Regions from separate parts of the Mus musculus genome. Here regions 2, 3, 4 and 5 are each linked to region 1. Evidence: chromatin contacts called from public HiChIP or PLAC-seq data. All regions are on one chromosome and are shown on one strand. Each heading gives the region's core, a stretch centred on a gene start, on an enhancer-like site or on the middle of the called end of the contact. The rest is flanking DNA. Distances are from core to core; before and after follow the strand shown.

Region 1 (2,700 bases), core at 65-2,564:
CTGTGAGTCTGGTCTTCATTTATCCCCAGGGCATGAGAGAAAAGCCTGCACTTGATAGCTTTGGAAAGCTGGAGGAGACACACCCAAAGAGGATGAACCTGGTGACAGGGTACTGCCCAGATGACAGCTCCATCCTCAGAGGCAGTATTGCAGAGTCCAACACCCCCACTGCCCCTGAAGCCACATTCCCTGACCAACTTTCCCAAATACTGGTCATGTCCATACTTGCAGGCCTTGCCATTGCATGCCTGACTAACATGCAGGCTCCCTATCTCACCAAGAAGAAAGACAGTCTTTCTAATGATCCAGAAGGCCGGGCATGGACTAACCCCCACCCTCCTGACATCATCTGCTCAGCTCCTTGCCTTCATTCCACCCCAGCCACTCTGGCCTTTTTCTAACTCACCAAATATAGTAAAGCCGAGGCCTTTGCTCTGCCTGTAATGATCTGCCCTCCCCACCTCCCATATCCCCCCGACTCTCATCTTTAAAACTGTCAAATATCACTTCAACACCATCCTTAACCAACCCATAACCTAATTTGCTACTTTATTTTGCTTAATTAATTCATTTCCATGAATGGGCTATGAACTTTATACCCACTTTGAAGCAAAGTTGTACCCACTTCGTTCCGTTTCCACAGCCCTAAAACACTACCTAGCTCTGTGTGGGTGACCTCTGACTCTATAGTTACTGAATAAATTACACAAGTGAAATAATGTTCAGCTTAGACACCTGCCCCTGCTCTCAGTTACAAGGTCAAGGCCTGGAAATGCCACTTATGAGTTGGTATTCTCCTCAGAGGGCAAGGGAGCTGGCATCTGGGCTTGCAGCTACACACACACACACACACACACACACACACACACACACACACACACGTCCTCCCTCACTTTCTTCCAACACACACTTAAGGAACTTCGGGCAGGTTCTGGAGGAGCATGAATCTCCACTGCTTCTGGCCACATGATGGGGACGGAGGCTACCTGGGGCAGAGGGGAGCCTGAGGAGGGGCGCAGGCCAGCACAAGCAACCTGCGATGGCAGGGCCAGCCGAGGCAGGCTCGCCCTTCACGCCCTCTCGCACTAGAAACCCCGGCCTTTGGAGCCCCAGAGCATCCTCGGGGTGGCTGCCCTGGCTTGACCCCTCACCGCTCCAGGTTCGCTCCTGAGCACCGTCCCGCGCTCCTCATTGCTGTCCGGCCTCCGCCCCGGCCCGCTGCGGCTCCGGCCCTGGCCGGCAGGGGCCGCTCCTCGCGGCGCCCGGGGCCCCGCCGCGCCCGCCGCCGCCCGCTCCCCGCCCCTTCCCCGGCCGGCGTTCCCGTTACGCCGCCGAGCCGGGAGCCGGAGCCGGAGCCCGCGGCCGCAGCGGGAGGCGGCGCGGGGCCCGGCGGCGGCGGGGCCTGCGGGGCCTGCGGGCGCGCGCCGGGCCGGCCAGGGCGGCCATGGCGACCAGGAAGGCGGGCTCGCGGCTGGAGACGGAGATCGAGCGCTGCCGCTCCGAGTGCCAATGGGAGCGGATCCCCGAGCTCGTCAAGCAGCTGTCGGCCAAGCTCATCGCCAACGGTACGCGCGGACGCACCGGGGCTTGCGGGACCGCCGCGGCCTCCGGGGCTAGGCCTGAGGCTCCGGGCGCGAGCAGGGGCGCGGCCGGGCGGCGAGGCGCAGGCCGCGCGGTGTGCGCGGGCCAGGCCCTTGGGGAACGCGGGGTCCTCCGGTCACGCGGCGTGCGGCTGGGCGGGCGGGCTGTGCCTGTCGGAGCCTTGGAGTCCTGACGTGCAGGCTGGAGAGGTTCACCGACCCCAGAGACCGGAGGCCAGCCCCGGGCTTCCAAGAAGTTGGAGCTTGTGTGTGTGTGTGCGTTTGTGTGTGTATGGAGCCCCCCGGGACATACCTGTGGGCATCTGGGGACCACCAGAGTGTGTGTGGTGTGCTCAGGGGTCCTGTGATGGAGATGTTGTGAACATATGGTAATCAAGGGCCCCAGGAGGGAGCTCAGACTTGGAGGGTGTCAGGGGTGGCATTGGCAGGTTGGGATTTGTGTCTTGAGGTCAAGACAGTTGGGTGTCAAATCTGCAGACCCAGAGAGGATAGGGTGGAGAGTACAAGGGAAACAGAGTCAGGGAGTCTGGGAGAAGGTTACTGGGCAGGAAGATGAGACTGTATTAACAATGAGGGAAATGGAGCTGATTGGATGAGGGGCCTGGTGCGCCCAGGAACCAGGATCTGACTTGGGAAACCTGGCGGCTGGACTTGGCCAATGACCCCATTTGCTGAATTGGTTCTTCCAACCCATCAAACCAAAACTGCAGCCAAAATCACATTCCAGAGCGAGACTCCACGTGGCCTTATTTGTTTTGGAAGCAAGTATGGTTAATATTTGCTTGTCTTTTCGTACGCGCCAAAACCACAGGCAGGCACTTGGAGCCTGGGCAGAGAGGGCAGAGGATTTTGTCCTCCTTCACCTCTGGCTTCCCAAGACTGTCTGAGCAGGCGTGGGACAGACAAATCACAGAGGGAATGAATGAAGGACTGACACTGCTCATTCAAGGAAGGACATGTGTACTCTTTTCAACCTTCACCCCGAACTACCCAGAAACGGACAGGGAAATCTCATAGCCTCTTTAAGGTTGGTGGTTGTTTGTGATTTTATGAAAATAGCGCCTGGAAATGAAAACTTAACAAAACCAAACCAAACCAG
Region 2 (2,890 bases), core at 342-2,841, 180 kb after region 1:
CTGAGGAGATGGCTGTTGACAAAATGCTTGAGACATGAGCAAGGAGACTTAAGTTTGGTCCCCAGCACCCACTTGGAAGCAGGGAACAGCTCTGCAGCTATAGCCCCAGGGCTGGAGGGACAGACACAGCAGACTACAGCTGGTCTGCCTACCAGTGGGAGACTCTGTCCTACAAAACAAGGTAGGCCCACGGTGTGCGGCAGCACACCCCCTTTAAGCCTTGGGAGGCAGAGGAAGGCAGATCTCTGTGAGTTTGAAACCAGCCTGGTCTATGTAGCAAGTTCTGGGCCAGCCAGAGCTACTTAGTGAGACCCTGTCTGAAAACAAAACCAAAATAGACATCTTACCTGAGGCTATCTCTGCCCCACAAACACATGCACATCACTTACACACCTGTGTACCCTCCATCTCTGCCCCACAAACACATGCACATCACTTACACACCTGTGCACCCTCTATCTCTGCCCCCCAAACACATGCACATGCACTTACACACCTGTGCACCCTCTATCTCTGCCCCCAACAAACACATGCACATCACTTACACACCTGTGTACCCTCTATCTCTGCCCCCCAAACACATGCACATGCACTTACACACCTGTGCACCCTCCATCTCTGCCTCCAACAAACACATGCACATCACTTACACACCTGTGCACCCTCCATCTCTGCCCCCCAAACACATGCACATGCACTTACACACCTGTGCACCCTCTATCTCTGCCCCCCAAACACATGCACATGCACTTACACACCTGTGCACCCTCCATCTCTGCCTCCAACAAACACATGCACATCACTTACACACCTGTGTACCCTCTATCTTTGCCCCCAACAAACACATGCACATCACTTACACACCTGTGTACCCTCTCACACATGCATAGGCACACACACAGAAGAACAAGCCAGCTATAATATTTTGCAAATAATCCTAAAAATGTCTGCATTTCAGTTTGGAAGTTAATTAATCCCAACCTCATATAACAGTGAAAGCCAAATTCTAAAGATGACATTCACCTGCCTGTCAACACGGAATGGAAGGCACTTAGAGCTCTGCTCCCAGAACCTTCCACTCGAGGCCAGTGCCAGCAGATTACAGAGTACATTTAAGAAATGTGTTGGGAACTGGTTTTTACTTGCAAAGGCAGGGTTTCTGTCGTGAAAGTGTGGAGTGACAGAATAGCACCTTTGCCTAATCTTGATTTCAAATAGTACAGAACTTTTGAAAGTCTACTTCAGGAAGCACCAGGACGCAATCAGTTTGGTTGTTTGTTTGCTTAATCCCTATATTAAAATGAAGCACACTGGTGGGTGAAGTCCTTAAAAGGGACCTAAATATGGTGCTCACCGTGAGCGAGAGTGAGCTGAGCCTGTTCTTCTTCACTCGATTATTTAATGTGCACTCCTGCCAGCAGTGCCTGCAGATTTCATCTGCATCTGTGATTTATAAGGGCTCATCTTTGTTCCAAATGCTGTTACATGCTGAACAAAAGCCCATAACAGGCTACTGCCAGGAGGAACCACTCTGTCTAGTGCGCTCGTTCGGTGGCAGGTGCCGTTATGTAAGCCTCCATATAGGTCAGGAACAAAGGTCAACCAAAGAAAGGCACATTCACAGTGACTCTGACCTTGCTCATTTGCATATGGCTTAGCTTTTAAGGCAGCCCCAGTTCTATGAAATGGAAGATAAAATTGATATTTATAAGCTGTTTATGTTATCTTTTTATCTACCCCAGAGCAGCATTTTCTCTCAATATAGTAGTGCCTAGGGGCAATTGCCAACTTCAATTTTTTTTCAAGAAAAAAATTTTTTCTCTTACATTGGCTTTTTTTTGTTTTTGTTTTTGTTTTGTTTTGTTTTTGTTTTTTTGAGACAGGGTTTCTCTGTATAGCTTTGGCTGTCCTGGAACTCACTTTGTAGACCAGGCTGGCCTCAAACTGAACTCAGAAATCCGCCTGCCTCTGCCTCCCAAGTGCTGGGATTAAAGTCTTGCGCCACCACGCCCGCCCGGCTTACATTGGCCTTTGTTAAATTTATTATCTTAAATGAGATCCTGTGGTTCTAGAATGATGTCATACATTCCATTGCCCACTGTTTGCACAGCAAACCCACCAACCTCAGCACCCCGCCAGGTTTTGTCAACCTAGGAGCCCTGCATTTCTTCTGAAATTCTGGCTCTTACAGGGGGGCCTTTAGAGTCATCTAATTAGTAAATTGGAACAATGAGGACCCACTGGGCTTCCTGCTAACTGTGGCTTGCCCCTACCCAGTGCCCTGCAGTTACTCTCAGAGAAGCCATGAGCCACTGTCCCATCCTCTGGGAGTGCCTGGCTGGTAACCAGCTGTTCGCAAGGATCTTTCTTCCTCATAGATGCACTTGTTAATCTGGGAAGGCAAGCCACTGGTAATAGAGTTTCTTGATCTAATTGTAGAGAGCTTCAACCCTCTTGCCTAACAATGAAAACTGGCCCAGCCCTGCACTCTTATAGACTCAGGGTTGCAGGCCTGTGTGGGGAGACCCAAAGCCTGCTGGTTTCATTGTCTGTCTCTTCTTTTTGGAATTCCCTGCTTTGGGACTCCCACATGGCATCAACGGGTCAGCTTAGCCTTTCCTTACTTAAAGCAAAAGTCGCTTTAAGTCAGTGGAAAATAAACTGATTCCAGCCAGCCAGGTTGCAGTTGGGAGGTTACTAGAACCCTCTTTGCTATTGTAGCTTTAATTTTGAGTTTTCAACTGTTTTGTTGTTTGGTTTTAATTTTTGGTTTGATCTGTTGTCCCAAGGCAACTCTCCAGAAGCACACTTTCATGGTTTTCCCTCCCTCTTTTCAGTTAGTAAGTAGCCTTCAGATCTATTCGATCTATTCGCCCTCCGAGGTCTCTGG
Region 3 (2,700 bases), core at 129-2,628, 210 kb after region 1:
GCTGAGCAGGGAAGCCCAGTAAGGCTTGGTGCACGGACTGGAGAGTGCTAGCCTGGCATCAGGCACCTGCTCCAGGAAGAACTACCTAGTGATAGCAGGCCGCACACGACTAGGCTGGGTCAGTGACTTGGGGTTGGCAACAGGCAATAGCTGAAGCTAAGGCAAAAATCATAGAGAGGAAGCAAGAGAGAGGCCAAGAGCACAGTCCGTGGCGTGCCAGCACTTAGGGAGCAGGAGAGAAGCAACACTCGTGGGAAATCTAGGCTCTGACCAGTCAATCATGCGGATGCCACTGCTTGTCCCTGTAGAAGGGATTTGGCTGTGGCTCTACCAGATCCCACGTCCTTGAGCTCAGTCCTCTCTGCTCTCCATGCGGGACTCAGCCCTGCTCCTGCACCGTGCAGAAGGAGGAGCTCAGACGGCACAGCCTCTCTTGGCTACACATCAGGAGCAGACATGGCTTGAATTAGACACAGTTTCCACACAACAGAGCTGAGGCCCCTGGGCAAGTTGCCTTCCTTCTCTGGGCCTCGGTTCTTCTATCCATGAGGGATGGTGGTGATCACCCTAGCAGGAGTAAGCCATGATCACACATGTGAGCTAGAGGCCTGCAGGTGTGTCAAATGACAAATGTTTAGACGTATGAAGCACCCCCTTTTCATGTCTGTCTGGTGCCTGTTCTCCAGGCTGGTAACAACAGTGATTTGCTGAGAGGAGTAGGGAGATGATACACGCACATGCACACACACACACACACACACACACACACACACACACACACACACATACACGCACACACACATACATACTGGCCTGGGATCCTGCCTAGCTAAGAGTTGACTCTTGATTAGATCTATAATTGAAATTCTGGCCAGTGTCCTTCTAAATGCAGCAGAAGCCGCTAGCCTGGCACAGAGCAGCCTCTGACAGTGGATGCTGTGTCTTCATAAATAAAGCTCGGCCCCTCCCTATAGGAGTCCAGGGCCCTGCAGGTTCTCTCTCATCCTCTGCACCAGGCTGCCAGATCTAGACAGATGCATGGGGCCAGAGCCAAAGATCCCTGCGGAGATCTCCCAGAACAAACTAGAAGCAAAATCTGCTTCTTCCTAAGGACAACATGCGAGTTTCCAGGCCCTCCAAAGCAAGGCAGGTCAATCGAGTTATAATTGGCTCTCTAATTAGAACTCCCATAAGCTGTTAAATTCTTTACCTGCCGCCTGCGTTTTATACAAAGGTAACAAATACACTTGTGCCTTTGATTAAAGAGCCAGCTACAGTCACCAGCTTCCTGCTGGCAGCAGCCCCCTCCAGCCACCACTACCTCACTCAGATGCCTGCACACCCACCAGCAAGCATCATAGGCAACACAGCTGTCAGCTCAGAAGGATCTCTGGGAAGTCAAGCTCAGAGGTCATGTTGCTGGCAACCAGGGGGAAGCTGCAGAGAGTTAGCCATGTTTCCAGGGTGACACATTCCTCGGGAGATGCATAGATCCTGGGGCCCCTACCAGAGCTGCTCCATGCTAAAGAAAGTTCATCCTGTGCCCCTCTGTATTCTCAGTGCTGGAAGAAAATCGGGGTTTGTGTTGTTCCCTTCAACCCTCAAGAGAGCAGTATGGTTTAGTCTTGATAGAAGGACTTACTTTGTAGAAAATGGCAAATGCCACACATCTGGGCTTTTTTTCTTCCAGAGAGCCATTTTGGCCATTATATCACTTGCACTCATGGGCCAGAGAGGGAATTGCTGTTAAGGAGGGAAGCAGAGAGACATCAGAGGGACCATGGATGAAGAACACTCAAGGCCACGCCTCAGAAGCTGCTGTGGCGCTGAGCAGAGGCAGGGCTGAAGGAACCGGGGAAGGAAGTACTGCAGAACTGCCCAGGCCAGGGCCAGAAAGAGTAGTGGCTAAGAGTAGACAATTCGGAGCAGAAGCAACAGCATCTAGAACATAGCTCTGACATGCACTGGAGATCTGTCTGACCAGGACATGTCATGTTTCCTCTACAGCAATCATGCCAACCTCTGGTCTGCCCTCAGGGATGTAGACATGGTTCTGGCCTAGCACAAGCACCTCACCTCAGTACCTGACCTTCCTCCAAAACCAGTAGCATGAAAGTCACATGGGAAATACGAGACTCCTCCAGGCCCCCAGGATGCAAGCGTGAGGTTCCCTGTGCACTTGCCCCTTCTCCGTTCTTTAGGAAAGAGGGGCCTTCCTTTTAGCAGAGTGTACAGTCAGAACAAGAACTGCCTGTAACAGGGTTATAGGACTGATGCTGGATCAGCCAGTGCCAGTAACAGGTCACCTCTGGGTATGACCATACCAGGTTAGAGCATAAAATGACTATGACCTTTCCTGAATCTGTAGTCTGAACACGTCTCTGTGAGCAGGAGTGATGGCGGATGCTTTAATTTATTCTAATTTTCTAGTCTCCCTCCAAGTCATTGTCCAAGGCCGCAGGCCCCCATTCTGTGTCAAGCACAGCCTGATACATAGCAGGGACCACATACAAATGAGCTCAGTGCCTGTACCAAGGCAGGTGAGCAGCACCTCCCACGCTCCTCTCAGCACCGGCTGGGAACTCTTGAGGCGATGCCTCTGATCTTGATGCTGATTTATTCTGCACTGAATCGGGAAATGGTGAGAGCTCTGTGCAGGGAACGAAAGCGCCTGCTGTGCCTCTCTTCTCCCCAGGAGCT
Region 4 (2,700 bases), core at 78-2,577, 250 kb after region 1:
TCTAGAAGGTTAAAGGAAGGCACAGAGTTCAAGGGGTACAGTTTGTGGAGAGGGAAGAGGCAGGCAAGCTAAGCTGAACTTCAGTCTCCAGGGCCAAAGCCTTGCTGAGAAACCCAGGCTGGGTGCTGAGAATGCAAGTATCCCTGGAATAAAGATCCCTAGACTGTAGCAGGGAGGGAAGGAGGCTACAGTCAGAACGGGACTGTCTCACCAGAGGCAGAAGATTTTGAAAGGTCACTCTGGTAAGTAGCCAGGGAGAGGTGGTGTGGTCTAACCTAGACACCAAGGATCAGCTGGAGAGCATGAGAGAAACTGTCATTCAGGGGACAGAAAAACAGCTTGTGGATAGGCAGTGAGCACGGTGATGCTGAAGCTCCGCCCCACCCCCACCCCAATGGCTGATCAGGCGATGATGTCCAGAGTGTAAGGAGACTTGGCGTGGGAGGGTAGGTGGAATTATAGGTGCCTGAGCTCTTGAGACCTCTGGAAAGAGAGGACTGAACTATCCTCCAATATCTGTTAGTTTATCTGCCCATCCATGCTCTTGAATGAAGGATGGACATGTGTTCATTCATTCATTCATTTGCTTTCTTTTACTTGTTTTCTTTTTATTTCTTTTTAAACAAGACTTTTCTGTGTATCCCAGGTTGAGCTCACTGCTATCCTCCTGTCTCAGCCGTTTTGCTGCTAGAGATAGAGTGTGTATCTCCATAGCCAGCTTTCATTTACTTTCTCTATGAACCAGACTTAGGGAGTTAGCTCAGTTGGTAAAGTACTTGTCTTGCAAGCAGGAGAACCTGAGTTTGATAGCCAGAACCCAAGTAAAAATGGTGACTGTGGTAGACTGCACTCATCACCCAGTTCTGGGGAGACAGAGAATGGGAGAAGCCTGGGGTCTATTGGTCAGGCAGTCTTGCTTAAATGATGAATGACAGACTAATGAGAGATTCAGTTTCAAAGGAGATGGACAGTGTATCTGAGGATAACACCTAATGTTGCCCTCTGGTCCCCATAAGCCTATGCACTCGAACATGTACAAGTATGCATCCACACATGAGTGTGTGCGCATACACGCACACGCGTGCACACAAACACACAGAGCTGCATGGGATATATAATAAACAGGACACCAAGGTGTCTCTGACTTCATTCTGGTGACAGCAATCCCCCTATCCCCCATCCCCCACCACGGACAACTCAAGCATCTGCATTATCCCAGAGTCATGAAGCAATCTGCCCAAGGACTCACAGTGAGCTGGCAGCCAGGTAGCAGAGTCTGGGCAGGGCCATGCAGCTAAGCTGGGATTTCAAGGAGTCTGAGGAAACCATGCCAGCTACAGGGTGACTCAGCAAATGACTCTTCTGCTAAAGCTCTGGCAGGAGGGGACTGAGGTGGACCTGAAAAGATGACAGCCAGGTGTCTGTGGCCAGAACATTCACTGCCTTTGTGGAGGCTGCTGGGTTTCTTCTCTTCCATATCCCTTGCTGAGTCCTGCCTGACTACTACTCTGCTTCCTAAGTGGCCTTGAGCCCGCATCTCATGGTAACCTGAGTTCTAGGCAGCTGCCTCTCTCCTAGGCTGTGAGCTCTGAGACCTGACACTTGGAACTGACAATAGAGTTGCCTTTATCGCCTTCTCTGTGAAATGAGGAGGGGGACAGGGTGGGAGGACTCAGTGGGTAAGAGCCCTAACTTTGCAAGCCTGCCAGCCTGAATGGGAATCCATGGGACATACATACAAAGTCAGAGCTGGCAGCAAACATCTGCAATTCCTGCAAGACAGGTGATGGACACAGCAGAATCCAGTATGTCTTGAGGACACAGGTCAGAGGCAGAAACAAGAGCGATCCTGCCTCAAAACAAGGTGGAAGGGGAGGAACAACTCCTGAAAGTTGTCCTCTGATCTACCCGTGTGCTGTGGCCTGAGGGTAGCTTCGGTCACATACACATCCTACACACAGACGTGCACATACACATGTGCACAAAATGAATGAATGCTTCCGTCTGGCTCGTGGGTGGGAACAGGCTTGGGAGCTATGTTGGGCGTGTCAGGGTTTGCTGGGCTGAGCACTAAAGCCAGAGCATTCACATCCTAACTATGATAATGCTGGACCTTGCAAGGGCTCACCGTGTCCAAGCTTGGCAGACATTACACTGCTAATTCCCACAGTAACTCTGTCTCTTCCTCCATAAAGCAGGAAGCTGAAGCCCAGAGGGGTTCAGGGGATGGTAGATCTGGTGTCATGAAGGCTTGCAGTTAGAGCTCAGGAACGCACAACTCTACACCCCCTCAATGTCTCGCTTGTACTTATGGTCTGAGGCCACAGCATCTCTTAACAATTCACCCTGTGGCGTGAGGCCCCTGGGACAGAGGTCTTCTCAGGGCAGGAAGAACTACTTTTGGTCAGGGTTGTTCAGATACACAGGAAGTGGCCTTAGCAAACAGTGCCAACAGCCCCTGGGCCCAAACAATGACAGCATGAGTGTGGGGCACAGTGTTGCAGCTTTGGTAGAAACCTGAACCCAAGCATCTTTCTAAGGACCCTCCTGCTGCAGTCACTCCAGGTTGTAAAATCGAGAAACGGTTCCAATGTGTCTCCAGGGACATCCGAAGAGCATTACACAGAGCATATCTGAGGCTGAGTTACTGTTCTGTCCTCAAGCTTGCCATTTGTGTGTGTGTTTGTGTGTGTGTGTGTG
Region 5 (2,871 bases), core at 181-2,680, 150 kb after region 1:
TTCATGCTTTTCAAGAACATGTGAGGCTGGAGAGATGGTGCAGTGGGTAAGGTGCTGCTCCTTGGCACTCTGTAACATCCATAGGTAACACACATGTATACACACACCACACACACACACACACCCACACACACACACCCCCACACACACACACAGGAGAATATGTTGAGCAGCTGTTGCACCCGTGACCAAGGTTACATGTGGGCCTGCTTGAATTTGGCTACATCTGCTTTGCAAGTGGTCCTGTGATTTGTTTTCTTGCAGCCAGTTATTTTGAGCTCTAGTTTGGAAAGGTATGGGGCTTTGTTTGTTTGTTTGCATATTTCCTTCATGTCCAGGAGAAATCCAAACATCTGGACCCTAGAAAGTTCTGCTAAAGGTTTCATGGCTTATGACATACTTTAATTTCAATAATGCTCTGAAAGGGAGAATGGGTCAGCTAAGGCAGTTTAGTTCCATTAAGAACCCTGGGAACTTGTCTCTGTCTCCACTCACAGTGAGCTCATCTTAGACCTAATCAAAAGTGTATCTGGTCTGTGGGGATCGAAGTTCATCTAGAGAGATGGAAAAGGCAGAGGAGTGGGGTCTCTCCTCTTCCCTCGCTGGTCCTACCTCTGCTGAAGAGGATGTGCTCTCGTTTGCTCAGTATCCTGTCGTGAGGATGTGTATGTGGGTGCAGCATGACATAAAACAGCTCGCAGTGGACTTGATGTACCCGTGGCCTCTTTGTGTGACTGTCTAAACAAACTTCTGGGTTTTGTTTTAAACCAGATACCAGAAGCTCTAGGATATGTTCGCCAAGCTCTCCAACTGCAAGGCGACGATGCGAACTCCCTGCACCTCCTGGCTCTCTTGTTGTCGGCTCAGAAGCATTACCATGATGCTCTCAACATCATCGACATGGCCCTGAGTGAATACCCAGAAAATTTTATGTAAGTAGCCCTGCCATCGACCTTCCCTTACTCCGGAATCACTGCATGGACTTCGTTCTGGACTCCTCCTTTCTGAACTGTCCAGTACGAGACCTTCGTGGACACTCAAGGAGGGCAGAGAAACTTACTGCTGGTTCCCCACTGCCCCGGGTGCGTAACACCAAGCTGCTTCCTAGCCGTCCTGACACAGCTCAGGTACCCCACCTGTTCTTCTCCACTGTGTTCCCTGAAGCACACACAGTTGTTCCAAGACAGTAGTGAATATTTTGATAGTTTTCAAGAAAGGTAGTAAGTAGATGCGAATTCCCATACACTTGGCTGTGATAAAACTGCTAGACTGTAACCTGGGTTAGGATGTTTAGCTCTCTGAGTCTAGGTTTAGTATCTAGGAGATAAAGTTTCTTGAATAAGTTTATCAACACTTACACGTACTGTAAGAATCATCATCAGAGGCAGCCACAGGCTTAGCCTGCCTACCCGAGTCATCACATCTGTCCTCTGAGTCACATTTTTTATTGAGCCCGAGAATGTGAGATTCACTGACTCCACGCCTGGTGCTGAGGCCTTGTGGAGAACATTGTCTTCTGGGCTACCTACCGAATTACCAGTACACAGTGACTAGAAATAGTAAACACTCCTGTGGGCTGGAAGGGTCTACATGTCTGCATGGCTGCAGATCCAGCAACAGGGTAGGGACAACGTGAGGGTGGGGAGTGGGGATGGGAAGGAATGTGGAAGGTGGCCTCGCTTTCTCTGTTTAAGTAGGTCAACTCTAGCTTGATCTCCCTGCCTGTTTTGATCAGTGCGTTCTCAGCAGCTCTCAGCAGCTCTCCCTGGAGAATTGGTTCACACATTTCCACTGCAAACATGTCTTTGTCTTCAAGGAAAGGGCGCTTCTCTTCTCCCCTTCTCCATCTAATCCAGGAACCCTGTGGCTGGAGAGTTCTCTTGTAGGCTCAGCTGTTTGCAGAGTGAACTAAAGAGCTTTGCTACAGTATTGCTTCTTGCACATCTCTAACTTGCTCTTGTGACACCTGCACATTTCTGTATTTCATCCCACGATGTTTCTGCCCTGTAGAATCACAGTGATTAGATTACATTTTAAAGTATTTGGTTCTTTCTCCATTTTGATAAAGTAGCAGTAACATGATACAATGGAACTTAATCTCTCTCGACAGTATTTATAAAGTGCCCTTCTATGACTCCTCCCTCCGCACACATGTGCCCATGCATGTGTGCACAGCCACTGCCCTCATTAGATACTACTCTCCAGCTTGTGGTTCCTGCTTCAGTAGCCCACAGTAGCACCCTAGAGGAGCTTCCTAGACTAACAGCCACACTGCACAGTAAGCAATCAGCAGCGATGGCTAATGCCATAGTGCCTCCAGTGACAGCAGCTGACAGCCTTGTCAAGCAGGAGGAATAAGGAGCGGCAGTGGAGATATGTCAGCAATGTAAGCCTGTTACTTTAATGCTAAGCTGCAAACTGGAAAAATCAGAGTATGTGGCATCAGGTCTGAGATCAGCTCAGGACTTGTCTGCTTTTCAAATATTTTTATGTCTTCCTCTGTGATGGGAAACTTCTTTGCAAGAATACCTACTAAGAGTTGAGAGTAGATATAGTCTGTGGATCCCACAAGTCCATGATCACCTGAGTAAAACCTGTTAGCACCGACTGAAGCAATGTCCCAGCTATAGGAATTGTGTTTCTTTTTGATGAGTCTGTCCCCAGCAGAACTTTAGACCCTGAAGCCTAGGGTTACTTCTGGTGTCTTTTATTCCTAGCCACATATAATAACAAACTTAGTTGATATTATGTTCCAACTTGTTTCTAGAGAGTCCTGCCTGTCATGTTGAACAATTGCCGATAAGATAGCTGAAGGTTCTCACAGAAGCAGCCAATCCTCCAGCATTACCCTGCCTGAATTAGTCTGCTTTT

What was found. HiChIP or PLAC-seq counts read pairs in DNA pulled down with a chosen protein or histone mark.
Region 2: an H3K4me3 HiChIP or PLAC-seq map of embryonic stem cells shows a contact between it and region 1, with 13 read pairs. The contact joins the enhancer-like site here to the promoter of Ttc7b in region 1. A contact is called at or near these places in 6 of 39 promoter capture datasets (the 3T3-L1 cell line, the C10 cell line, hippocampal neurons and 2 more), 2 of 484 Hi-C or Micro-C datasets (the N1E-115 cell line and cerebral cortex), 2 of 115 datasets of contacts at active chromatin or transcription factors (embryonic stem cells and stem cell-derived neural progenitor cells) and 4 of 9 other capture datasets (adipose tissue, embryonic stem cells, liver and 1 more).
Region 3: a contact with region 1 is called in an H3K4me3 HiChIP or PLAC-seq map of stem cell-derived neural progenitor cells, with 24 read pairs. The contact joins the enhancer-like site here to the promoter of Ttc7b in region 1. A contact is called at or near these places in 2 of 39 promoter capture datasets (the 3T3-L1 cell line and liver), 1 of 484 Hi-C or Micro-C datasets (the N1E-115 cell line), 3 of 115 datasets of contacts at active chromatin or transcription factors (embryonic stem cells, pancreatic cancer cells and stem cell-derived neural progenitor cells) and 1 of 9 other capture datasets (macrophages).
Region 4: a FOXA1 HiChIP or PLAC-seq map of pancreatic cancer cells shows a contact between it and region 1. The contact joins the enhancer-like site here to the promoter of Ttc7b in region 1. A contact is called at or near these places in 5 of 39 promoter capture datasets (the 3T3-L1 cell line, the C10 cell line, the HPC-7 cell line and 2 more), 5 of 484 Hi-C or Micro-C datasets (the MNK3 cell line, bone marrow-derived macrophages, forebrain and 1 more) and 5 of 115 datasets of contacts at active chromatin or transcription factors (embryonic limb bud, embryonic stem cells, kidney and 2 more).
Region 5: an HNF4G HiChIP or PLAC-seq map of pancreatic cancer cells shows a contact between it and region 1. The contact joins the enhancer-like site here to the promoter of Ttc7b in region 1. A contact is called at or near these places in 3 of 39 promoter capture datasets (the 3T3-L1 cell line, the HPC-7 cell line and hippocampal neurons), 1 of 115 datasets of contacts at active chromatin or transcription factors (pancreatic cancer cells) and 2 of 9 other capture datasets (adipose tissue and pancreatic islet).

Annotation. Positions count from the first base shown.
Region 1 is chr12:100,519,436-100,522,135 of GRCm38.p6, reverse strand. Ttc7b (tetratricopeptide repeat domain 7B) reads left to right here and starts at 1,314. Exons shown (of 20, transcript NM_001033213.1): 1 at 1,314-1,565. The coding sequence starts at 1,445.
Region 2 is chr12:100,340,447-100,343,336 of GRCm38.p6, reverse strand. All of the region lies in intron 17 of Ttc7b (tetratricopeptide repeat domain 7B), which reads left to right. Among named protein-coding and RNA genes, the nearest start is that of Gm51958, 7.5 kb to the left of the region's middle. Within about 2 kb of position 1,591, at least 17 of the 459 cell types and tissues checked have an H3K27ac peak or open chromatin away from gene starts, as enhancers often do. A contact at or near this core is called in embryonic stem cells, where this site is marked.
Region 3 is chr12:100,313,994-100,316,693 of GRCm38.p6, reverse strand. The region is part of intron 19 of Ttc7b (tetratricopeptide repeat domain 7B); the gene reads left to right. Among named protein-coding and RNA genes, the nearest start is that of Gm51958, 34 kb to the left of the region's middle. Within about 2 kb of position 1,378, at least 60 of the 459 cell types and tissues checked have an H3K27ac peak or open chromatin away from gene starts, as enhancers often do. A contact at or near this core is called in the N1E-115 cell line and stem cell-derived neural progenitor cells, where this site is marked.
Region 4 is chr12:100,271,813-100,274,512 of GRCm38.p6, reverse strand. No RefSeq gene overlaps it. Among named protein-coding and RNA genes, the nearest start is that of Gm10432, 3.4 kb to the left of the region's middle. Within about 2 kb of position 1,327, at least 14 of the 459 cell types and tissues checked have an H3K27ac peak or open chromatin away from gene starts, as enhancers often do. A contact at or near this core is called in pancreatic cancer cells, where this site is marked.
Region 5 is chr12:100,371,605-100,374,475 of GRCm38.p6, reverse strand. Ttc7b (tetratricopeptide repeat domain 7B) reads left to right here. Exons shown (of 20, transcript NM_001033213.1): 15 at 772-932. Among named protein-coding and RNA genes, the nearest start is that of Gm51958, 24 kb to the right of the region's middle. Within about 2 kb of position 1,430, at least 29 of the 459 cell types and tissues checked have an H3K27ac peak or open chromatin away from gene starts, as enhancers often do. A contact at or near this core is called in pancreatic cancer cells, where this site is marked.